2 separate regions of the Zea mays genome follow, and region 1 is linked to region 2. A link is a contact called in public Hi-C data. All regions are on one chromosome and are shown on one strand. The core of a region is the stretch at or near the end of the contact, and the rest is flanking DNA. Distances in the headings are between cores, read along the strand shown.

What was found. Hi-C and Micro-C count contacts between places; a contact is called where the count stands out from the background.
Region 1: a contact with region 2 is called in a Hi-C map of bundle sheath, with 3 times the contacts expected there. The contact joins the promoter of LOC100193029 here to the promoter of MNB1B in region 2. A contact is called at or near these places in 6 of 25 Hi-C or Micro-C datasets (bundle sheath, ear, endosperm and 2 more).

What each region holds. Positions count from the first base shown.
Region 1 is chr5:66,025,306-66,030,631 of Zm-B73-REFERENCE-NAM-5.0, forward strand. LOC100193029 reads left to right here and starts at 3,913. Exons shown (of 13, transcript NM_001347132.1): 1 at 3,913-4,132; 2 at 5,282-5,326. The coding sequence starts at 4,010. LOC103626480 reads left to right here. Exons shown (of 2, transcript XM_008646889.4): 2 at 1-1,590. The coding sequence starts at 91. The coding sequence ends at 1,272.
Region 2 is chr5:65,693,660-65,698,941 of Zm-B73-REFERENCE-NAM-5.0, forward strand. It overlaps MNB1B (DNA-binding protein MNB1B), which reads right to left and starts at 3,237. Exons shown (of 7, transcript NM_001174179.1): 1 at 3,041-3,237; 2 at 2,729-2,839; 3 at 2,571-2,628; 4 at 2,398-2,442; 5 at 2,223-2,303; 6 at 1,998-2,111; 7 at 1,136-1,718. The coding sequence starts at 3,084. The coding sequence ends at 1,698.

The sequences.
Region 1 (5,326 bases), core at 2,663-5,162, 330 kb after region 2:
GCTGATCCCGTCGCTGCTCGCGCCCGATCTCGCGGCGCCCCGCCCCATCAGCTCCGCGAGATGATCTGAGCCCCGCGATCTGGTGGAGAAATGGAGCCGCCGCCGGATCTGAACACCCACCTGCCGCCGCGGAAGCGCCTGCTCGCCGGGCTCAGGACGGCAGCCACCGCCGCCGAGCCGCTACCGCCGCCGCCCGCCCACGCCGACCTCGCCGCCCGCCTCCGCGAGATGGCGCTCGCCGCCAACGCGTCGGCGTCCTCGCCCGAGGAGACGATCGAGGCGGCGAGGGCGGCCGCGCAGGCCGCCGCGGACGCCGCCGTTGCTGCGCGCGCCGTGGCCGCCGAGAAGGCCGCCGTCGCCGCGAAGGCTAGGGCGGCCGCGCGCGCCGCCATGGAGTTCATCGACTCCTTCTCTACCAGGGCCGGCGCGTCCAGGAACGGGAGCGGCCTCCAGTTCAAGATCAGGTCTAGGAAGAAGCATGTCCAGGTCAAGATGCTGTACAGGCCCAATGGAACCCTAGGGCCAGCGGAGGCTCCCAAGCCTAGGAGACGCAAGCAGTCGGATGAAGAGGTCCCGCACAATTTGCACCGCCTCATGAATAGCTCGCCGAGGATCTCTCACGCTGGACTGCCCAAGAGGCCTCGCACGACCGCTGCTGGGGATGCCAAAAATGGAGCTGTAGCACCCGGTGGAGGTAACGGCGCTGGTGTTTGTAACGGTTCTTCAGTTCAGGTGCCGACGGAGGCTGGCGGTTGGTTGGGTAATGGATGCTCTGAGGCGAAATCTCATGAGAGAACCGTTCCATTGCTCAACCACGAGGTCTCTGGTGAAGACTCATCCAGGCACGCCGCGAAGAGTAGCGGCGGCATTGCTGACAACGGAGTCGGGGTTGGGAACTCGAGTGCTGGTCAGAAAGTGAAGGTCAAGAGGAAGGAGCTGCTCCTGAATCAAAATACCGGTAAAGAAAGAGAAGAACCAGAAGAGGCCACACAAACAGAGCCCTTTGTACGTTCTATCACGCTCGATGAATCGAAACCAAACTCAAAAGGAAAAGGAAGGTCAAACCCAAATGGGAATGGAACAGAAAGGCTTGCAGGCCCTGCAGATACGAAGGGCCGTGGCGAAGGCGTGACGCCACCGAAGATAACTTCCGTATGGAAGATCAAGAAGCTGAAGACATCTCACTGCTCTTCCGACAGCAAGGTGCTGCACAAGGTCTGCGTGCCGCCTCCTACGGCGGCTGAGACCTCTGCTTCGGTGAAAGCTGATTAGCGAGGCACCATAGCGTATAGTTCGGCGGATGCATGTCTTAGCTACGCTTGTTGTGAGGTTTTTGTATGTTCAAGTTGCTACTCGGACGAGGAGGGAAAGCGGAGGTAAATCTCTCTTGGTAGATCTCACGTTTGCTTTGATTTTTCATACGAATGTGCTTGTTTTATGGTATATAGATTATTGGGTATTTCTACTGTACTGTTTCTGCCCCTGCTTCCATTTGATGTCACTAGTGGTAGGGAGTGTGGCATAATCATGTAGATGTACCTGCTATGCATACATCGTTTTAATAAATGGCACCATTGCTCTCAGATACTATTTTTTTTGCCTGTGTTTCTTGGTGTCCTTTACACTATCATGGTTAGTGCAGATATCTGTTAAATTATCAGGGGATTATGACAACAGGTAAGAAGTCCTATTTGCCTGTAACTACTAGTCGAGGTAATTGCTCTTTTCATGTACGAGCTAGAAAGAAATTGTTGTATAATTAATGTTATTAATAAGACCGAACATGACTGATGTGTGAGCCTCTGTTTTCGCTGCTTCTGAGTAGATTCCCAACTCCAGCATATGATGTTAGCATGCATGCTTCTGATTTGGTTCACTAGATTTTATGCCCAAAATATGATGGACTAGCATTCAGGTTCTTTGGATGATGTTACTTTTCCAGATCGTTTTTTATACCGATCACAATATTCATGGGTGGCTGAACATGGAAGGGCCATTGGAATTGCAAGATGTTAGATCCTATTTGTTTTCACATGTGAGTATATTTTGTGATGGTGATGAGTGATGACTACTGTCTTGAGGGCGCCCTGCATGTTGTGGCACCTGCACCATGTGTAACCAGATTACCAGAATTCAGTTGAGTGTTTGTCTGTGTTTGATGCCAGCACCATGGTGTGGCTGGAGAAGACACCATGCCTAGCTTAGCTAGTACCAGAATTCAGTTGACTTGTGATAACCTGGTGGTGATAGGAAAGTTGGGAGCAGCATGGGTACTGTTGCTGGTATGGCAAGCATGAGTGATGGTGGTGGACCTGGTGGCCACAGGTGCACCTAGATTTTTTCTCTCTTCTGCTGCTGCTGCTGGTGGATCTAGCACAGATGATGCATACTCCTACATGATTGCTACTCCCTCTGTCTGAACAAAATGACGTTCTAGTTTTCTCCAGGAAATTACAGATTATCTCATGTTTGACAAAAAAAACAAGACAAATTATCTTATGTTTGACCAAGTATTACGCTAAATTGAAGTGGAGCATGGATAAGATGTGGGATGCTGGCGCAATAATATACGACCAACGACCAGTGTTGCACGCAATAATATATATGTTAACGAAAAGATAATAATTTTTGTACGTATAATCTGGAATTGCCATCAAATAAACGAATCGCTTCCGCATAAGCAAAATAAAACACCTTACTCGATATGTTTAAGCCAAGCTGACAAAATCCACTAATGAACTGAAACTGAAGCTGCCCTCATGTAGGTTGAAATGCGAGGTGTATGAAGCGTCATATTAATCTAGGACAAAAGAAAAGAAAAGAAAAAAACGTGTTCATGTGGACAAAAACAAACGCCTCGGATCGAGTACCGTACGTACACCCACCGCGACATGTGCTTCTTTTCCTTTTCCCTTTTTGATTTGCAGAGACACTGTGGTAGTCTGTCCGCGGGTTGCTCACATGCGAGTTAAATTGACAACGCCAGTGGGTCCCAAAAACCACATGGATGGTGTTCTATCACCTCATCGTCGTTATATAATCTTTGTGAATTTCAGGTTAACTCTACTACTCCATCCGTCTGTATAATTTAGTTGTTTTGAATTTATCTTAAGTCAATCATTATTAACTTCGACCGGTTATATCGAAAAATTTTTTACAACATAAAAGTAAAGTTGTTAGACTTATCATGACTTGAACTGCCATAATATCTTATTCTTCTAGCATAAAATAATTTAATCTTATATATTGTTGGTTAAATTTAAAATAGCTTGACTTAGAACCAATCTAAAACGACTAAATCATGTGAAAACAGAGGGAGTATATAGTAGCTTTTAACTGTTAGTTACCGACGCACTGTTTGAGATGTCCCCCGCTCCGGAAATTTTGGTGGAGTTAGTGAAGCAAATTATTAGATGTTCTAGAAAATCATGGAGTTGGGAGTTGCAAACCCTTAAAAGACATCTAAATAAGTCATTCCTTCATATTTTTTAAAAACATTTAAATTTAGATTATAAACTACAACATGCTGGAACTTAGAGCAATCATAAACACCCACTAGCTTTGTGTTGTGTGTGTGAGAGATTAGGTGAAGCTCTCTCATCCCCACTACTAGTACTAGCACAGTCCATTGTACAGCTGTCAGCTATGGTACATACATACATTATCCCACAACCACCTCCAAGATGAACATTTTACACTTGAGTTTGGTTGTTAAAATCACTAACTCCCTCAAGAAGGCTGGTCGTCAGTTCGCCACCGTCAAGAGAGTAGAAGATGGTTAGCACTAAGCACTTGTACGGGCAGTTTTACAGAAAGGTCCCTGAGGTAGAAAACCAAGGCCAACACATCTCCGGACGGGACGGGCACAAGACAACCATCGGAGTCGGAGGCACCCGCACCGCACGCCGACCCGCGCACACTCCCCCGCGGCCGCGCCCCCGATCTCGCCGGGCCGGTGGCCCTCGCCGCCGGCGACACCCACCGCCCAATCGCCCACGCCCGGGGGGCGATGGAGGCGGCCTTCGACGCCTACTTCCGCGCCGCAGATCTGGACCGCGACGGCCGGATCAGCGGCCAGGAGGCCGTCGCCTTCTTCAAGGGCTCCGGCCTGCCCCAGCCCGTCCTCGCGCAGGTGGTCCTCAGATCTCCTCTCTCTCCTCCCCAGCGCCGCGCCGCTCCTACCACGGCGATCTGTGCAGTCCAGCCACCCCCCGTGCGGTTCGAATCGCAGGGTGCCTGGTCGGTGCGGCCTAGTTGCTCGGTCGGAATTTCGAGCTCCCTTGGGCTACGGGAGCCGAGATTCTGGATCCCGCGTTGCTCATTTTGGTTTATGGATGGATGTCGCTGTATCCCACTACTTCCCAAGGAATCAACCTTAAGTTACTTTTCAGTGCTCATGCTTAAATGTGTCCTGCTACTCCTGCCTTGATCCAGCTGTGTAATTAGGCACTCTAGCTCGCACTTTGCTTGTCATGTTTCTGTAATACCAAGGTTCGCTCATCCAAGCTTGGAACACCGAGTGGGGTTTCAACGGTTGTGCTTGCTTGCTTAGTACCAAGTGTCGGGAACCAAGGTTTAGGCCACAGATTGGGGCTTTCCATTTGAGCGCCATGAGCCTAATTTGCATTTAGGATCCAATCTGAGCGGAGTACAAGATTACGTTTAGCCCGTTCGTTGGACCCAGGGATGGATCCTAAACATCCGAATTATATGACAATTTTTATATCTTAACATATATATATATATATATATAAATATAATTTAGTGCTAAATTTTAGTCATGTTGTTAAGAATATTATAGAAGACAAGAATAAAATTTTGTATATATTTTTTTGCATTATTTTCTCACTACGATGTAAAAGGTGAAAAAACATTCGAATCCGAATTCATATCTGTATCCAAATTTTATATCAATTATTTAAAAATATATAGAACAATTTTGGGGTTTACTTTTTATGAATCTTAATTAGCTCATTGCTGAAAACAAGAATATAAATTTACATTCGTTCGCAATCGAAGAAAGAAGACCAAAAAATTAATATCTGAATAAGTATCTGGATCCATCCCTATTTGGACCCCAGCAGACCTGCACATTTCACTTCTGCTATCCGAATCTACTCTGCAATCAATCGTGGTTTATTTATTTATTTATTTATTTGCAAAATGCAATCTATTGGGATGCTGTTATTATTATTAGTAACTCAAACACTATTGAACTGCGCACACTTCATTTCTGTTTACTTCCACTCATAGCTTTGTATTTTTCTCTTCTCCGGTTCAGATTTGGACGTATGCTGATAAAAACCGGTCTGGTTTTCTTGGGCGT
Region 2 (5,282 bases), core at 1,987-4,486:
CTGCGCTCGGTAGTGTAGGTCTACGGAACCCTTCGCCTTCGAGATTCTGCACCAGGAGAGGGTGAATAAGGTTTTTGGAAAGCGTAATCACGCGACTGCTCGCGATCTTATCGTGGACCCTGCTGCTTCGACGTCATCGTCCCCGTTGCTTCGACGTCATCGGCTCCGCCGCTTCGACATTGTCGACCCACGTCATCTACCAATATGTCTGATTAGTACGCGTTATCTGATTTGACTTTATACTTGGATTATTCTGATTTCGTCATAATTTATATTTGAAATTTAATCTAAAAATGTCTAATTGGTCAACACGGGGGAGGGCGACGGTGTTCGGGGTAGCGCGCACCGCTTACAGCTGCATTCAATGAAGACGAGGGTGATTCCCGGGCGACGAAACATGTGAAGCGGCTTCGCCGAACAGGAACGTGGATTTCCTCTGCACTGCACTGCACCACATGTGGAGCGCACGGGTGAAAAAAACATGGGAAATACGGGAGAACGCGAAAAAGTCTAGCGAAGCGCACACGTCGATGGATTGGGAAAGGAATTAGCGTCGCGAAAATTCGCTGCTGAACGGGGCTGCAGGATGTTGGAAATTTTGGAGGAAGTTGGGGATGCTGTTGGACAGGAGATTTTTGGTTTTGAAGCCTAAAAAACAAATCTTGGGGTATGTCTTAGTCGCCTCATCAACATATAATTACAATATGTAATTTTGTGCTTACATAAGAAGTCGTGTTGATTCTTAGCTGGGAATTTGGATGAGCTTCACCCCAGTACTGGAGTAGGCAAGGGCGCTGGCGTTCGAAGCATGAAACAAATACAAAACGAAGGCTACCATGCCATGCTGCTGCCTTCTCTAATCTCTACTCAGAATTTGGTGTTTTCGTCGGCAGATCTGATCAAAACCAAGATCATATCTGGGTGAGTGTAAAAACGTTGGGCCTGCAGTGGGTGCTGACTGCACACATGCTCAGCTGGTAGGTGGGCAGGAGAACACGCATGGCCCTGCCTTGATCAGTAGGAGCACAAGATCACATTGCCCTATAAAACCAAGCATTCAAATCTCAGCGAACAGACATGAACAAGCCACCACCGCGTGGGCAACCATCAGAACGTTTCTTATGCATATTCCATTCCACCAACAACCACCGCATGCCCATTCCATTTTTTGGCAAACATTCCCAGCTACAATGTGCAGCCCAACATCATAATACGAAGTACACGCAAACCCACCCAAACGGCAATTTTCAGGGCTGGCGGGCACTGACAATGCCAAAGCAACAACAATGGAAACAGACCAACAATAACAAAAACACACAAAAGAAGGGCAACAAACAAGAATACAGAACACAATAATTACTTAATCTAACATTACCCAAACTGACATTATGACAATGTTAGCCGATGATGACGACAATGGAAACAGTAATCTAGGTACAAGCAGGCGCCTCTGCTGGCTGGCAAGTGTGACCACACACAAACACACCAGACCAGAGGCAGAACCACCCGCCAGTGGCGCCAACGAGGAGCGCTATCCGTTATAGCACGACAAAAGTAAAAATAAAACATCACGATGTGGAGTGAAACTGAATAATTCTAGTACATGGATATAGGCTCCTTTTTTGTGATCGCCACGGGGCCTTGTGTAGCCGCTCCATTGTTGGATGAAGCACGGTCCATTGTCTCGAGGAGCTCCATCACTCGTCATCATCTTCATCCTGCAAGCAGAGGGAAGACATATTTTTAAAGACTTCCTAAGGCCAATGCACCGTGTTCCAAACAAATGCTCATATTGAGGACTTGCAAAAGAGGGTTGCATATGCAAATCTGCATATGTTTTGCATTGATGGAATCCAATACAATACTACTAGGTCTACATTGTGGTCGAAGATAAATTTAGCAACTTGCTTAATGCATGAACATGCTATGTATCCTGGATTAATTGGTATTTTGTCTAAGGAAAAAATATGGAGAAGACAGGAATAGATTTTGTATACCTCCTCACTACCCTCTTCATCATCCTCGTCATTGACCTCCGACTTGGACTTGTCAGACTCCTCTTCATCTTCCTCCTCTTCCTCCTTGGCAGGAGCCTTCTTAGCTGCAGTGCTCTGAACAAACAACACATGGTTCAGTAAGCATACGTATTTGAATAAATGACCAGCAGGAGCAGTCTATATACACATTAAGTAACAACGCAATTGAAGCATCAGTTTCCCTACCTCGCCCTTGTTGTAGGCAGCGATGGCCTTGTTGTACTCGAGCTTGAGCTTGTTAGCCTTGGCTACATAGGGAGCCTTGTCCTACAATCCACACAAACGCACGCGTAAAACAATTAATCAGCACGAGATTTCTAGTCCAATCAACTACTACTTTAGTACAGAAGATGGAGCTTACCGACTCGCTCAGGGATTTCCACCTGTCGCCAGCAGCTTTCCCCACCTGAAAAGTTCGACCAGGAGAGGGGAATCGTGACGAGTAAATTAAATAATAAGTCGTCATTAAGGGAAAAGTCAAAGTAGATAGTAATAATATGGGGCCGGTCATAAAGCAGCTCTCAGGGTTCTTACCGCAGCGACAGACTTGTTCTTAGGGTTCTTCTCCTTGAACTCCTTGCGAAATTCCTCCCTGTATAAAAAGGCATCCAAAAATAGATCGAATCAACAGTCGCATCCAGAAATAAGTATATAGCAAAAAAAAAGAGACGACGAAAAAAGTCGCATCTCACATGAACACGAAGAAAGCGCTGGGAGCCCTCTTAGGCTTGTTGGGGTCCTTGCCGGCCTTCCCTTTCCTGCCCTTGGCGGGCTTCTCCGCCCCCTTGCTCTTCACCGCCAGCCTGCAGATGCCAAAGCAATCGAGTCGACGACGACGACGACAGAGACAGCGACAGCAAAACAACGACGACGGGAAAAAAAAAGGTCAAAATCTACTCGCGGCGGCGGATGTCATAATAACAGAAATCGAATGCTTCGGACGCCACGGAACAGATCCACGGGACGAACAAGGAAGAAGAGAACCGGAGATTCGTTTTTCTTACTTGGCATCGGCCTTGGCGGCGCCCTTGGATTTGGCCCCCTTCATGGCGGATTCGAGCGGCGACACGGAGCGCAGCGTTCAGATCCGCGCTTGGCGGAGGGAATCCCGGTCGCGGGCGGACGAATCGGGGTCGAATCGAGGGCGAAATTGCCTCTGGCGGCCCGCGGGGAGAGGGAGGGAGGGAAGGGGAAAGGGAGGCGACGGGCGCTGCAGGAGGGGAGGGCAGGCGCAGGGGATAAGAAGGAAGGCGTGGCCCAAGGGCATATCAGCGATTCTGCCCGCGCAGCGAGGGCCCGCACCCGCCTCCCAATTTGAATTCCCGTACCGGCCGGGACCTTTTCTCACCGCAACCACGGGCACATTGCCCACTGTCCCGCGGGGCCAGACAATCGCGGGACCCGGTTGTCATCCTGTGATCGGCTACGACGGCTAGGGCTGCGGCCACCCGCGTACGAGTGGCGGAGGGGCGTGCTCGCGGTTTCGGGACGCCCGGGGTCCTCCGCGCAAAAGCGGCGTCGCAGGGGCTGTGGCGGGATTTTGGAAAATTTGGGCAGGGCGGAGGGGTGTGTGCATGTGCCGCGCGGATCACATGGCTGACGGGCGGGGCCCGTGCGCAGTGGCACGGAGGCAGATATTTTCCGGCGGCAGGGGGTGGTGGGCTGCCACGTCACCGATCCGCGAGAGCGCGCATGGTTGGCTAGAGCCTGGCGCGTGTGTTTGTGCTGTGTGTGGTGTGGGTGTGCTTCTTGCCGTGTTTTCTGTGAGCGCAAATCTAATGGTCTCATTCGGAATACATTAGTCATATAGTAGCATCTCTAATGAACCAGTTTAATTTCAAAAAGGGAAAAGGGCTCTAGGATTAAGGAAAAAGTTCTCGTGTTCTAAACATGGCCTAACAGAATGGTGTAAAAATGTTTTGTTGGATCCATGCAAATATGTACAGCAATATGCATTAGCCGTACTGCCCACTTCTCGCACACAAAAAAAAACTACACATGCTAAACCATGTACATTTGTATCTTTTTGATTGCAGCAACATGTACCAAATAATAGACCAATGAATGAACATATATGATTTGCCTGTACAATCATAATGATGTGGCGCGTCATCTTCTTTACAGCAAATAAACACAACAAAGCCCATTAGAAACGTGCACTACACCCGATAGGCCCATACCAGCCCATTCAAGACAAAAGTGCTCAGGCCCAGCTCAGTGGCTCACGTGTTGACTACCGTTCGGACTGCTTCCTTTCTCGCTCAACTTTGGAGCTGTTTTTGCAGAGACGGGACGGTCTGAGCATATATATCACTCTTGTTGAGAGCTACGTTATCACGGACCATTAGATCTGTTTCTTTCCACCCATCAGCAGTTTAGACACGAGAAGATGTTGAAGATTTATCTCCTTTCCCAAAAGCATGGCAGAGGAACACACGAGACACGAGATGTTTGGTTGAGCCTTTGTCCTAAATTATGAGGGTACATGTTCCTTTATATAAAGACAAGAGACCCTTAGAGGTATAAGTGGTATTTGCTCATATAACCCTCCGTTATGGTTTCTTAACACTCCTCATTGGACGAATACCGCGACCAACACATGCCTCATTAAACCTCCTAAAAACCCAGTGGAAAATATAGAGAAAGAGCACATGGTGATGCATATTGAAAAAAGAGTACAACCACTGTCATCATGATATATTTCAATCTTCTAGATATGGGTTCCATTGAATCTTCTCCGAGGGCTAAATTTAGAAATGTGCTTCTCTTGATCCTTGCAAAATTGTATTAATATGGCAAAACATCTTCTAGAAGTATATGCACATAGAGATTTAGGGTCGTTTGGTTGCGGGACAGCCAGAATAGGGACATCCTCTGGCGTCCTCTCTTGTCCCTCCAATTTTGAGGGACAACTGAAGAAAACATTAGGATAGTCCTGTCCCAACCCTTGTCTCTGAACCAAAGAACCTTATTTAAGGGATCGTCCCATCCCGTCCCGTCCTGTCATTGCAACCAAACGCATCATTAGTAAGCGGGTCGCATATCCTTGCAAGGATTATTTCAGAAACTTCACCTCAACTCGCTACTAGGATACACGAGGTACATGCACGTGTCAAGTTAAATAAGTCACTTTGACTTGTGGTGTTCGGTCGACTGGATCTATATGATAGAAACTTTCATAAAGGTTCACTTGTTGATCATCAAGTTGATGCCTTCAGGGCATACAATATGACATTCAGTGTCTCA